Linked DNA regions of Sus scrofa: all the other regions are linked to region 2. A link is a contact called in public Hi-C data. All regions are on one chromosome and are shown on one strand. Each heading gives the region's core, a stretch centred on a gene start, on an enhancer-like site or on the middle of the called end of the contact. The rest is flanking DNA. Distances are from core to core; before and after follow the strand shown.

The links. Hi-C and Micro-C count contacts between places; a contact is called where the count stands out from the background.
Region 1: a Hi-C map of liver shows a contact between it and region 2, with 10 times the contacts expected there. The contact joins the promoter of PPP3CB here to the promoter of ECD in region 2. A contact is called at or near these places in 3 of 47 Hi-C or Micro-C datasets (heart right ventricle, liver and skeletal muscle) and 1 of 2 datasets of contacts at active chromatin or transcription factors (alveolar macrophages).
Region 3: a Hi-C map of liver shows a contact between it and region 2, with 15 times the contacts expected there. The contact joins the promoter of SEC24C here to the promoter of ECD in region 2. A contact is called at or near these places in 2 of 5 promoter capture datasets (fetal liver and liver), 2 of 47 Hi-C or Micro-C datasets (liver and skeletal muscle) and 1 of 2 datasets of contacts at active chromatin or transcription factors (alveolar macrophages).

Annotation. Positions count from the first base shown.
Region 1 is chr14:76,303,229-76,306,888 of Sscrofa11.1, forward strand. PPP3CB (serine/threonine-protein phosphatase 2B catalytic subunit beta isoform) reads right to left here and starts at 2,117. Exons shown (of 23, transcript XM_021072583.1): 1 at 1,903-2,117. The coding sequence starts at 1,987. LOC110256628 (a long non-coding RNA gene) reads left to right here. Exons shown (of 2, transcript XR_002338398.1): 1 at 1-1,915.
Region 2 is chr14:75,991,251-75,994,896 of Sscrofa11.1, forward strand. ECD (protein ecdysoneless homolog) reads right to left here and starts at 1,372. Exons shown (of 13, transcript XM_005671096.3): 1 at 1,229-1,372. It overlaps FAM149B1 (protein FAM149B1), which reads left to right and starts at 1,407. Exons shown (of 13, transcript XM_013983338.2): 1 at 1,407-1,655. The coding sequence starts at 1,609.
Region 3 is chr14:76,471,377-76,475,388 of Sscrofa11.1, forward strand. It overlaps SEC24C (protein transport protein Sec24C), which reads left to right and starts at 2,330. Exons shown (of 24, transcript XM_013983347.2): 1 at 2,330-2,465.

The DNA.
Region 1 (3,660 bases), core at 867-3,366, 310 kb after region 2:
ATACTACTAAGCACATGAGATCATATATCCATAAGCTTTACTAAACTATGATTTTCTATACCAACAAACTCCTACTTACCTAAGCCAAATGACTTATTTCACACCAATAAACTGCAAATACAAGTGTCTTCATTTACAACTCACCACTAAGGAACATGCTTATGTTTGGAATCTTATTTTCACTGTACAGGGGAAACATTACTACATACATGACAAGAAACAAGAAGATTCACAAGCATAACAATAGCATAAACTCACTGTTCAGGAATGTGACTGGTTGTCCTACCTAAGAGTAGGGTCAAAAGCGTCCAGGGAAATTAATACAGCACAGGTATACAGTCAAAAATGAAGAAGGAGCCCATGTCTCCTAGTCCCACCCCCTAAAAAGTCAGGATTTCAGGACAGGATGAGCACCTGAACCACCAATCTTTCGTCTTTTTTTTTTTTTGGTTGCGGGGCAGGCTGCACCCACCAAATGTAAAAGTTCCTGACCAGGCACTGAGCCCAAGCCACGAAAGTGACAACGCTGGATCCTTAACCCGCTAGGCCAAAAGGGAACTCCTTTTTTCTCTTTTTTAAAAAGATTTCTCAGGACAAGGATTCCATAAACTCTTTATTGAGCTCATTCCAATGCCTGGCCAGAAAAGACATACTACTACTAAGTTTTTCATTTTATCCACATAAGACTAGATACAAACCAGTGTTATTACTAAAGGAAGCTCAAATTGGAGAGAAAAAAAAAATTAAAAAAAACACCAAGGAAAAAGTTTTTCTTGTTTTTAAATATTTTAATGGAAATATGTCTGGTCAGATTTCCAAAACTGGGCTAACAGTGTTTAAACATTGTGCCAGAATATTTGAGAAGCTTAATGAAATAAAACAAATAGAAGTATCTGTTTCAAAAGTAAACGTGATACAATAGAGAAAACTTTATTCTAAAATGATTTTAATTTATTGACCAAGCTACATGGTAAGAAAAATCATTTCAAATTGTTTTTCATCTCCACAGCAGTATTTGAAGTTGATGGGCTTTCCCAGAGAGTATGGAGATCTCAAGCGACTCTCAATTAGCCCTCAATTTCTCTTTTAAATGAATCTGCTGACCTGTGGTCTTTAAACATCCATAAATCTTGCCCCAGCCGATAAATATCTAACTTTTTCTTCTAAGGGGAGTGTGTGGGTGTCTGTCTGCAGGGAAGGGGTAACCCTTTTTGGTTTTTGACCAAAGAATGTTGACGGTTTTCTAAGCAAATGTTTCTTCCTATGCACGAGGCTTTTTCTTTGAAGCTGCCTTTTTTTCCCATCTATCCTGCACGTCAAGCCTGGGGCCCCCACATTCTGGCCCGTCCCTTCACCCTGTCCAATCCCATATAGTTCCCTTAATTTCCGCGCGGGGTGACACCAGAGGGCCGAGCGCGAAGCCTGCGGCTGGCGCTAACTAGGCGCGAAGAGGGCGGACTGCTGTCACTGGGGAGCAGGCGTGGGCCAAAGCCGAGGTGATTTCTGACTGCTCATCGCCCAGCCCCGCGTGGCTGAAGGTCTCCGAACCCCTCGGTCCGGCCCGGCAAGCCAGGCGTGCAGCTGTCGCGGTGCAGGAAGCTAATCGCGGCCTCTGGGCCGCTTTGACAGGCCGAGTTGGAAAAGAAAGGGGTTCACTGCGACTAGTAGCCTCACCCCTTCAGCTAAGAGACCTCGAGAGCGAAACCCCCGCCTCGGCCTCAAGGCAAGCGAGAGACCTCGGAGCCACAGCCCAGCCCAGCAGGGGCCCGCCCAGGGGCCACTCCCCAAGGGAGGCAGCCAGTCACTCGCCCGCCCTTCCGGGCCCGCTCCGGAGGGGACGGTCTCCCGCCCGCCCTCAACAGCTCCTCAGGCCAGGCCCCCAGGGCTTCGTCCACCTCTCACCTTTGACGACGCGGTCAGCCCCGGGAGGGGGCGGCGGGGGCGGGGGTGGGGGCGGTGCAGCCCGGGCCGGCTCCGGGGCGGCCATGCTGGGCCCGGGGCTCGGCTAGGCGCTGGGCCGGGCGGGGTTGGGGGCGGGGGCGGCGGCTACCAGAGCCAAGCGGCGGCGCCGCCGGGGAACATGGCGGACCCTCTTTCCCTACAGAGGGGCTAAGACCGGCATGCACCGCGCGTGCGGGGGCGGGGGCGGAGCAGGCTCTAGGGACTTGGGCAAAATTACTGAGGCTAGGAGAGAAACAGGACGAGGCTAAGGGATCAGGTTAAAATTCTGGGCAGGCAGAAATAAAAGAGAAGGGAGAGGACCTGCTGTCTATAGCTAGTTGCTGGGGTGAATGAGTGCTTGGGATCACCAGCTTTCATGGAGCTTCCAATAATATGGGGAGACGTAATCAAACCTTAGAATCTCTTAGTAATAGAGAAACAAACGTATAACAATTTGGCCACCAGATCTGCGTACTTTGGTTGGTAAGAGACAGGAGAAATAGAGGAAGCTTTGTAGGTTCTACAGCAAAGCAAGCGTTCAAAATGGAGTTTGAGAGAGAATCTGACCCTGTGTTTATAGGCTGGAACTGCCAAGAGTGGGAAGGCATGGAATAAAAATGCAGCCACAGCAGACGAGGCTCCGAGGGTTGAGTCAAAACAGGAGGAAAGGAAGGGATGACACCAGGAGATGTTCAAAGGGTCTACAGAATTCACCGGAAAAGGACAGCTTCCCTCTTGATTCATTTAGAAAATAGAGATTTTTAAGACAGAGGCGTAAATAGGAAATTAGTTCCTCATTAGAAAAACCTCAGAGTATTTCTGTGCATACATACAGAAATGTGGGCTCAGGACTTTCGGAAATTTTATAGAGACAGATATTCATGGAGAAGGGAGTAGTGGGACAGGAACCAACTCTTCAAGCAACAATTATTAGATGAAGAGTGTGCGTATGACTCCAGTAGAGGTACTGAATCATGAACAGAGACCAGCATGTCCAGTAAGATCTATATAATCTTGATGACATAGGATCCAAGCTTTAGCGTGAGAAATTCCTGCCCATCCTCCTGCTCAAGACTGCATGGGCTTATGTTCATAATGTTTAATAATTAGGTAAACAGTTGTCCAGAGATGTCAAAGAGCACCTTTCTACCTCTTCGTTTTATTAGGTCTCAATGATTCTGAGACCTGAGGTAAAAGAGAAGAGAAATGCCCAGTGAGTATTCTTTGCAAAGGGAGCCCACAAGATATTTCTAAGAGGTAGATAAATTTGGGAGTGAGGCAGGGTGAAAATGGATCTTTCTGGTATGAAAGTGCAATAATCCTATAGGGGAAGGGAAGGGGTAGCCATGGGAAGAGATCAAGGAAGGGATAAGAGGCACATCACAAACTTGTAGAAGAAGGGCCCAAGAGTATAAAGATAAGGAGTAAGTTTGTAAGAGGAGTTTGAATCCCCAGAAAATCTACCCAAGGAGGGGAGGAAAAAGTGTGTAATGTGTTGAGTGCCTCTTGGCAGAAAAGGGATAGAAAATACACTGATAGCAGTAATAACAAGGAGTTCCCATTGCGGCACAGCGGAAATAAATCCGACTAGGAACCATGAGGTTGCAGGCTTGATCCCCACCCTCACTCAGAGGGTTAAGGATCCGGTGTTGTCGTGAGCTGTGGTGTAGGTCACAAATGCATCTCAAATCCTGCATTGCTGTGGCTGTGGTATAGGCC
Region 2 (3,646 bases), core at 122-2,621:
GACATTTTTATACTTACAATTATATGAAAGCAACTTTTGATACAATACAGTAAATGGAAATCTAGTACTGCATTCCCAAGTTAATAAGCGTGTAAAAATGAAATAAAAAATGTTTGCCTTTGCACTAATAGTGGTGCATGTAACACACGGTCAGAAACAATGCAATAACATCTCTTGAAATATTGACAAAAATTCCAGTTCTGCCACTGGTCCTAGTTGTGTCATTCTGGGCATTTCATTTTCTCTTTCTGGGGCTTCCCCCTAATTGTAGAATGAGAATGTTATTTTATCATTTCTAAAATCCGTCTCTACTTTCCTCCCTTCATCCTCTTCTCCCTCTCTTTCTCTCTCTTTACTTTCTTTCTTTCTTTCTTTTCGTTCGTTCGTTCTTCCTTTCTTTCCTGCCATGCCTGTAGCATGCATAAGTTCTCAGGCCAGTGACTGAACCCATGACACAGCTGTATTTAACCTCCTGAGCCACCAGGGAACTTCTTCCCTGAATTTTTATTGTTTAAACACTCTTAAGAGTAATCTCCCTTACTCTGCAGAATTTAAATCTTTCCCCTTGTACATCATGGGTGAATTCAAAACTACAAAACATTTATATCCTATCATTTCACCCCAAAATAATCTGCCCATGGCTCTTGATCCTACAACAACCCGTCCCAAACCACCGCCCTCCGCCCCTTTTCAGGTCTCAGAGGGTATAAATAACTGTTTTCTAAGGATTTCCCTTACAGACAAAAGTACTAGCTTACTATTGCTGCCAGGTGAGGCTTGTTAAAGAAAGATATTGCACTGGATGGTCCACTTTAAGGCTGTGATTCGATTTTCAGGCTTATTTGGTTTTCCAAGGAACTAATAAAACTAAGTCGAGAGGAACTTGCATCTTCTATCCAGACACTCACTACAGTCCAGATTGACAGATAATAAATACTCACCCACCCCAGAATGCCAAGCACACCTTATTATGAAGAATTTAGTGTCAGGCTAGAAGGGACTTTGAGATCACTCAGACTGACTCCACACTGTACATATGAGGAAACCGGGAGCACGGCAGGAGAAGCAACCAAGCAGCTGAGGCCGGACTAGGTTCTAGCGCTCTTTACTCAAAACAAGGGTCCCTTCTTCATCCAACAAAATGAAGCCAATTTCGCTTCCAGTTCTAAAGCCTGGGCCTCTTCCTCACGTCCCTGCTGCGGCACCTTTCCTCAGCCTTCTCTCCTACCTCGTGGGCTGCCAGCAGCAGCCAAAGCCCGGCTCTGACTGGATCCACACGCTTGTCTAGGACCTGAAGCCAGCGGAAACTTAAGTCAGAAACCGGCTCAGCTCCGGAACTCCCAGCGTCGCCTTTGCTAGGTGTCGGCGGGAGTATTAGGCGGCTGCACCTGTGCGTTCGTCACTTCCGCCCCCACGGGGAAACAGGGAGGGGAGAGGACTGGAGAGGTGGGGATCCTGGGGTGGTGGCGGTCCGGAGTCTAGGAGACGGGGCGTGACGGGGCCGGAAGGTGGCGGGAGGGGGCCGAGCCGGAGCTGGCGGGAGGGCCAGGCCCGGAGGCCCCCACCCTGGCTTGGCCGCCCCGGCCGCGGCTGAGGAGGAAGAGGAGGATGATCTCCAGATACACACGGAAGGCGGTGCCTCAGAACTTGGAGCTGTGAGTGGACTGCTCAGCCACCCAGCTGGGGCCGGGGGAAGCCGTGGCGGGCCGCAGGCGCTCTGGGGACCCTCCTTGACCAGTCCCTTGCTCCTTTTTCTTTCCCAGGGCGAGGGAAAGAAAAAATTCTTTGAAATTTTCTCCTCCTAGCCTTGCCGGACGTTGCCCCTCCAGACCTCCATCTCCAGCTAAGAGCGTGTTACCAGTGCAATCCCAGGACTTGACCCTCTTGGGCTGCACTCCCGGGGCTCAGGAACTGGGTTTCCTAAGGCATTTGTAGTTTCCGTTGTGTTCCATGCCCCACTTTCCATGGCCACTAACAACTCGTGAAGTTATTAATAACTGAGTCCTACAATAAAGTTGAATACGTCTAAAGCCAAACACCCTGCGAAGCGCTTACATGCATTAGCTTACTTAATCCTATCAATAAGGATACCAGATAGGAACTCTTATTTTGTACTTCCTACAAGATAAAGATCCCAGATCTGAAGGTTGTATCGTGCCAAAGATCACACAGCTAGGTGGTGATGGAGCTGAAGTATAGACCCGTTATCAGTCTGATTCTGAAGTTTGTGGTCATAACCATTACATACTGTCTCCCCACCTCTGCGTTGAAGAGTCAGAATCCTCAGGATCAGGTTTGCTTTTGAGACTTTAGAGAACAGATATTTCCAGCTTGAACAACTTAGTGAAGTGTTGTAATTTAGGAAGTAATGATAATGTCATACATTTATTAATGCTTTACACTTTCAGAAACTTTCACATCTTAATCTTTAAGATGGATATGACCATCTTCAATTTTCAGCAGAGGAAGTATCAGAAAGGTACACATCTTAAGATTATATAACCAATAGGTTTTTGAGCTTGGGCTTTTTAACCCCAAATCCCAGTTGTTGTTTTTCTCCACTAAGGTATGTAATTTTAGCAACCATACATTTATTAATTAAATATTAATTATATATGGTAATAACAGCTATGGTATTTTCAGTCACACCTGGGTTTCTGGTTAGACTCTTTTCTAGCCTTCTGAATTTTAGGCAAATTACTAATTTTTTGAGCCTTCATTTCTATAACATAGGAATAAGACTTTATCTAAAAGCATGTCTAAAATGATGGCATAGGGCTTGACATTTAATAGGGCCTCAATAAATGGTCATTTCCTTGTTCCTTCCCACCTTTATTTGGTGCAGTAGTCATACAAAGAAAATCAGTCTGTGATCTTTCCTTGCCTTTCAGAGGCTTATTATCTAAGTAATAGGACAGGACACAGAAGCAATTCAGATAATAAAGATTTTTAGGAACTAGGAAGAAGAAAGTCATTTCCCAATAAAGCAAATGTGGGTTAGCTAAAAATCTGCTTTTATAATTAATTCTGGCCATTCTGAAAGTGAAAAAAAATATCTTTCATCGAAAAAATTACTGATAGGCACTTACTGGGCCAGAATTATTGACCCACTATCATTGTGTTATTTGTTCTCTATTATTGATTTGATACTCACTAAAGATAACTCTCCCAAAAGATGATTCTCTAGAAGTGTCAAAATAATGTGAATAGTGGAGATGATGAAGATTATATGCATCTAAATGAGAGTATATTAAAAGTAATTTTATTTTTTAAGTAATTTTAATTTTAGGTGTTATAATTGATAATTTGCTTTGAAGAAGTAACTTTAGTTTTCTCCCTGATGGCTCCAAATTACAGATGTTGAAAACAGTTTGGAATAAAAGTCATTTTCAGCATATATCTTAAGATTTTTAAAATAATAAATCTTAAGCATAAATGTATAATGAATAATACAATGACATAACCGTCACCTACATTCAACAGTTGTTAGAATTTTAATATATTTCCTTCTTCTTTCATCTTTATCTTTTTTCCAGCCTCTCTGTCATCTGTGAAATACGGAAGGAAAACTCCAGACACTGTCATTTACCCTATATACTTCATTATACATTTCTAGAAATTAGTCATTTTCTCGTATATATTTCTT
Region 3 (4,012 bases), core at 1,080-3,579, 480 kb after region 2:
GGGTTTGATCCCTGGCCTTGCTCAGTGGGTTAAGGATCTGGCGTTGCCGTGAGCTGTGGTGTAGGTTGCAGATGTGGCTCAGAACCCGTGTTGCTGTGGCTCTGGCGTAGGCCGGTGGCTACAGCTCCGATTGGACCCCTAGCCTGGGAAACCTCCATATGCCACGGGATAGGCCCTAGAAAAGACAAAAAAAAAAAAAAAAAAGATACATTCACCCAAAGCAGCACTATTTACAATAGCCAAGACATGGAAGCAACCTAAAAGTCTATCAACAGATGAATGGATGAAGATGGATGTATCTATAGCTATATAGATAGATATCACTTGACCATAAAAAAGAATGAATAATGCATTTGCAGTAGCATGGATGGACCTAGAGATTGTCATATTAATTGAAGTCAGATAAAGAAAGACAAATATGGAGTTCCTGTCGGGGCACAGCAGAAACGAATCTGACTAGGAACCCCGAGGTTTCAGGTTTGATCCCTGGCCTCGCTCAGTGGGTTAAGGATCTGGTGTTGCCGTGAGCTGTGGTGTAGGTCACAGAGGCAGCTCAGATCTGATGTTGCTGTGCTGTGGTGTAGGCCAGCAGCTACAGCTCCCATTAGACCCCTAGCCTAGGAACCTCCAAATGCTGTGGGGGCAGCCCTAAAAAGACAAAAAAGAAAAAAAAAAAGACAAATATATGATGTCACTTATATATGGAATCTTAAAAAAAATGATACAAATGATACAAAACAGACATAGACTCATGGATATAGAAAACAAACTTAGGGTTACCAAAGGATAGAGCAGGAGGGTCCCAGAAGAGATAAACTAGGAATTTGGGATTAGGATATACACACCATCATGTATAAGATAGGTAAACAAGGACCTACTGTATAGCACTGGGAACCATACTCAATATCCTGTAATAATCCATAATGAAAAATAATCTGAAAAAGAATATATATGTGTGCGTGTGTGTGTGTGTGTAACTGAATCACTTTGCTATACACCTGAAACTCACAGTAAATTAAATACTGTTAAAAAAAGAAATACAGTGAGTTCCTGTTGTGGTGCAGCGGAAACAAATCCGACTAGGAACCATGAGGTTGCAGGTTCAATCCCTGGCCTCGCTCAGTGGGTTAAGGATCTGGTGTTGCTGTGAACTCTGATGTAGGTCACAGACGTGGCTCAGATGTGGTGTTGCTATGGCTCTGGCATAGGCTGGCAGCTGCAGCTCCGATTGGACCCCTAGCCTGGGAACCTCCATATGACAAGGGTGAGGCCCTAAAAAGACAAAAGAGAAAAAATAAAAAAATACAAAAAATGATAAATGAATATATTATAATGCAAAAAGTCATAAAATTGATTTAATGGATGCTATGAAGTAGAAAAATGCTCCTGAATTTTTATTATCTAAAAATAAACATCAATATTTGTACTAAAATAATTACTATTATTAAAAATGAAAAAAATTATTGAAAGGATTAAATGAGGTTATGTATATTTTTTAAATTACCACAAATACCAGCTACAATTATTGTTACTCACTAAATGGGTAATAATAATTACCCAATAGGCTGGGGGTGTTCTGAGAGTAGAGATCATCAGGCTTTAGCAGAGCTCTGCATCTAAACCAAGGCACTAAATAAAAATGGTTAACTAGGAGTTCCCTGGTGGCTCAGCAGGTTAAGGATCCAGCCTTTTCACTGCTGTGGTAAGAGGTTCAAACCCTGTTCTGCCAACTTCCACATGCCACTGGCCCGACCAAAAAAAAGAAAAAAAAAAAAAGTAAGAAGCACTTACTATGTTGTCAGGCACTCTATGTGACCTAATTCCGTCCTCTCCACAAGCTATTAGAAGGGCATTCATATTTTCTCCATTTTACAGATTAAAGAAACCGAGGCTGAGATTAAGTCACCCAAGTTAGAGAACTGAAGAGCCACAACTTCAACACATGAAGCCCAAAAGAAGAATTAGTGTCCTTTTATATTATACATTCCGTTCCGCAAAACTCAGGACCAGCAAAGGTCATGGGTGAGAACATCGAAGACGGAAATCAATGGGGCCAGGGGTCAGCAGGAAGTCGCTACAGGACTCTAAATCTAGCGGTCTCTGTCATAGCGGAACTGGAGGAGCGTTACTAAAGATAGTTGACCTAGCTTTCTCAATCGCATCTCAGCTGATGGGACCTTAAGTTACCAGGACTCTGGGGTGGGTGGCGGTGGGGGTTGGGGTGGAGCGAAAATGCATAGGAACCAGCGAAGCGTCCCAGGTGACGGCCATAATGGGAGGGGAAAATGGCGCGTGCGCGGCATCCGGGTTCCTCAGCGCGCTCCTACCGCAGACGTGGCAGAAGGAGTGGCCCTGGAACGTGGGGGTGGAACTTCCGGGGGCGAAGGGCCGGCTTCCTCGGAACCGGAAGTGGAGCCTGGGAGCCTTGACGTTAGGAACGAAGTCGAACCTGGATCTGGAGCCGGGTGAGGAGTGGCTTCGGGAGGTTGGTGGGTAGAAAGCAGAAGAGAGGCCGGGGTATCACTGGCCAGATTGGGGTCCGGTCTCAGAAGAATGGGAGGAGCCCGGGGCGGGGCCCAGGGAGAGACCCTCACCTCAGGCATCCACAGTCCAGGATCAGTCCTAGACCCTCCCTTCTCCCCTCTTGGCCCAGATTCCGGCTCCCGCTTCCTGCCCTGAGCCTGCTGAAGGGCGAGAGACCCTTGATCTACTGCTTAGTGGACCAGCCCTCTCTCTCATCGTGGCCTGAGAAGCTGGCTTGGCTTCTCGGGTTTGAGCCCCGACGCTCCCAGCCTCCACAGTTCGACTACTTTAAGAGTTCTAGGAAGCTTGCCCCGCCCCCTGGGTTGTCACCCTTGACTGTCCACTCAGAGACTTGAGCCTTACTTCAAACTCTTGGGTGTATTTGAAAGGGTTATTTCCTCGAAAAGAAGCTCCTTTTCTGCCATCCCCACTCCCACACTGACTTTAGGAGGATAAAGGTGAAGAGGACGTCTGTCAAGCTTCATGTGGTGCTCTGTGCTAGGTTTAGTATTTGGAAGAACAGCTCCCGAGATGGCGTTGAATTTAAAGAGTTCTAGTCCAGAAGCAGCTCAGTTTTTCTGTGGTCAAAATGGCCCTTCCTAGCAAAGGGGAGAGGCCCATTGTTCCATTGCAGAAACTGAACTTTTTTGCTTCCTGGGCCCCTTCTGTCTATAGGATATTTGGAATGATCAGGCTATGTAGAGTAGTAGATATGATCAGAGAGTCTTCTTCTTGAAAGGACCCTGGAAAGGCTCTCCAGTTCATTCCTCTTTTGCTGGAAAAGATTGTGATAATTTCGGTGGTGGCCTAGATTCATGACATATAAGGAGAGCACAAACTGGAGAGTTGGAGAAGTGCATTGAGATTTGAAATACTCATAGTCCCTCTGCTAGAAGGATAAGGTGAATGATCTTTTTCCGTGAAATGTAACTTTGCCACTGATCTTTGAACTGTTTCCCTGGGTTGTTGTGAGATGTTTTGTGCCAGGCCTGCACTTAATTCTAATCTGGTAACTTGCTAGAGTTTTCAACTGTTCTTTACATTTATTGATTTTTAATGCTTCAGTTCTAAGGTCCATACACTCTTGGTGGGAATACTGGGGATGGAGAAGCACTTGATTTACTGCAGTTTAACCAAAAAATGTCTTTTCTCTAGCCGGTTACTCTAAAATTTGCCTTCTGAGGGGGAGGGAATTTTGCCGATCTGTTTTAGCTATGAAGTCTGAGTGATTAAAAATGACTAGCACACTAGAAGGTATTCATTTTTGTGGAATGAATGGATGCTAGAGTTAATGAATGGAAAGTGGGAACATTGTTTCAGTTACCTGTAATATCACAGCAGTTCATCAGTGGTATGACTAGACACTAGAAATCGTACCACGAGGAATGGAGGCTGCTGCTCCATTCTAGTGGGCCTATCTGAAGTTGAAATTTATACCCTCTTGGCAATGACAAAGCATGGGGTTGAGAGTAACAAAATCCTTACTTTG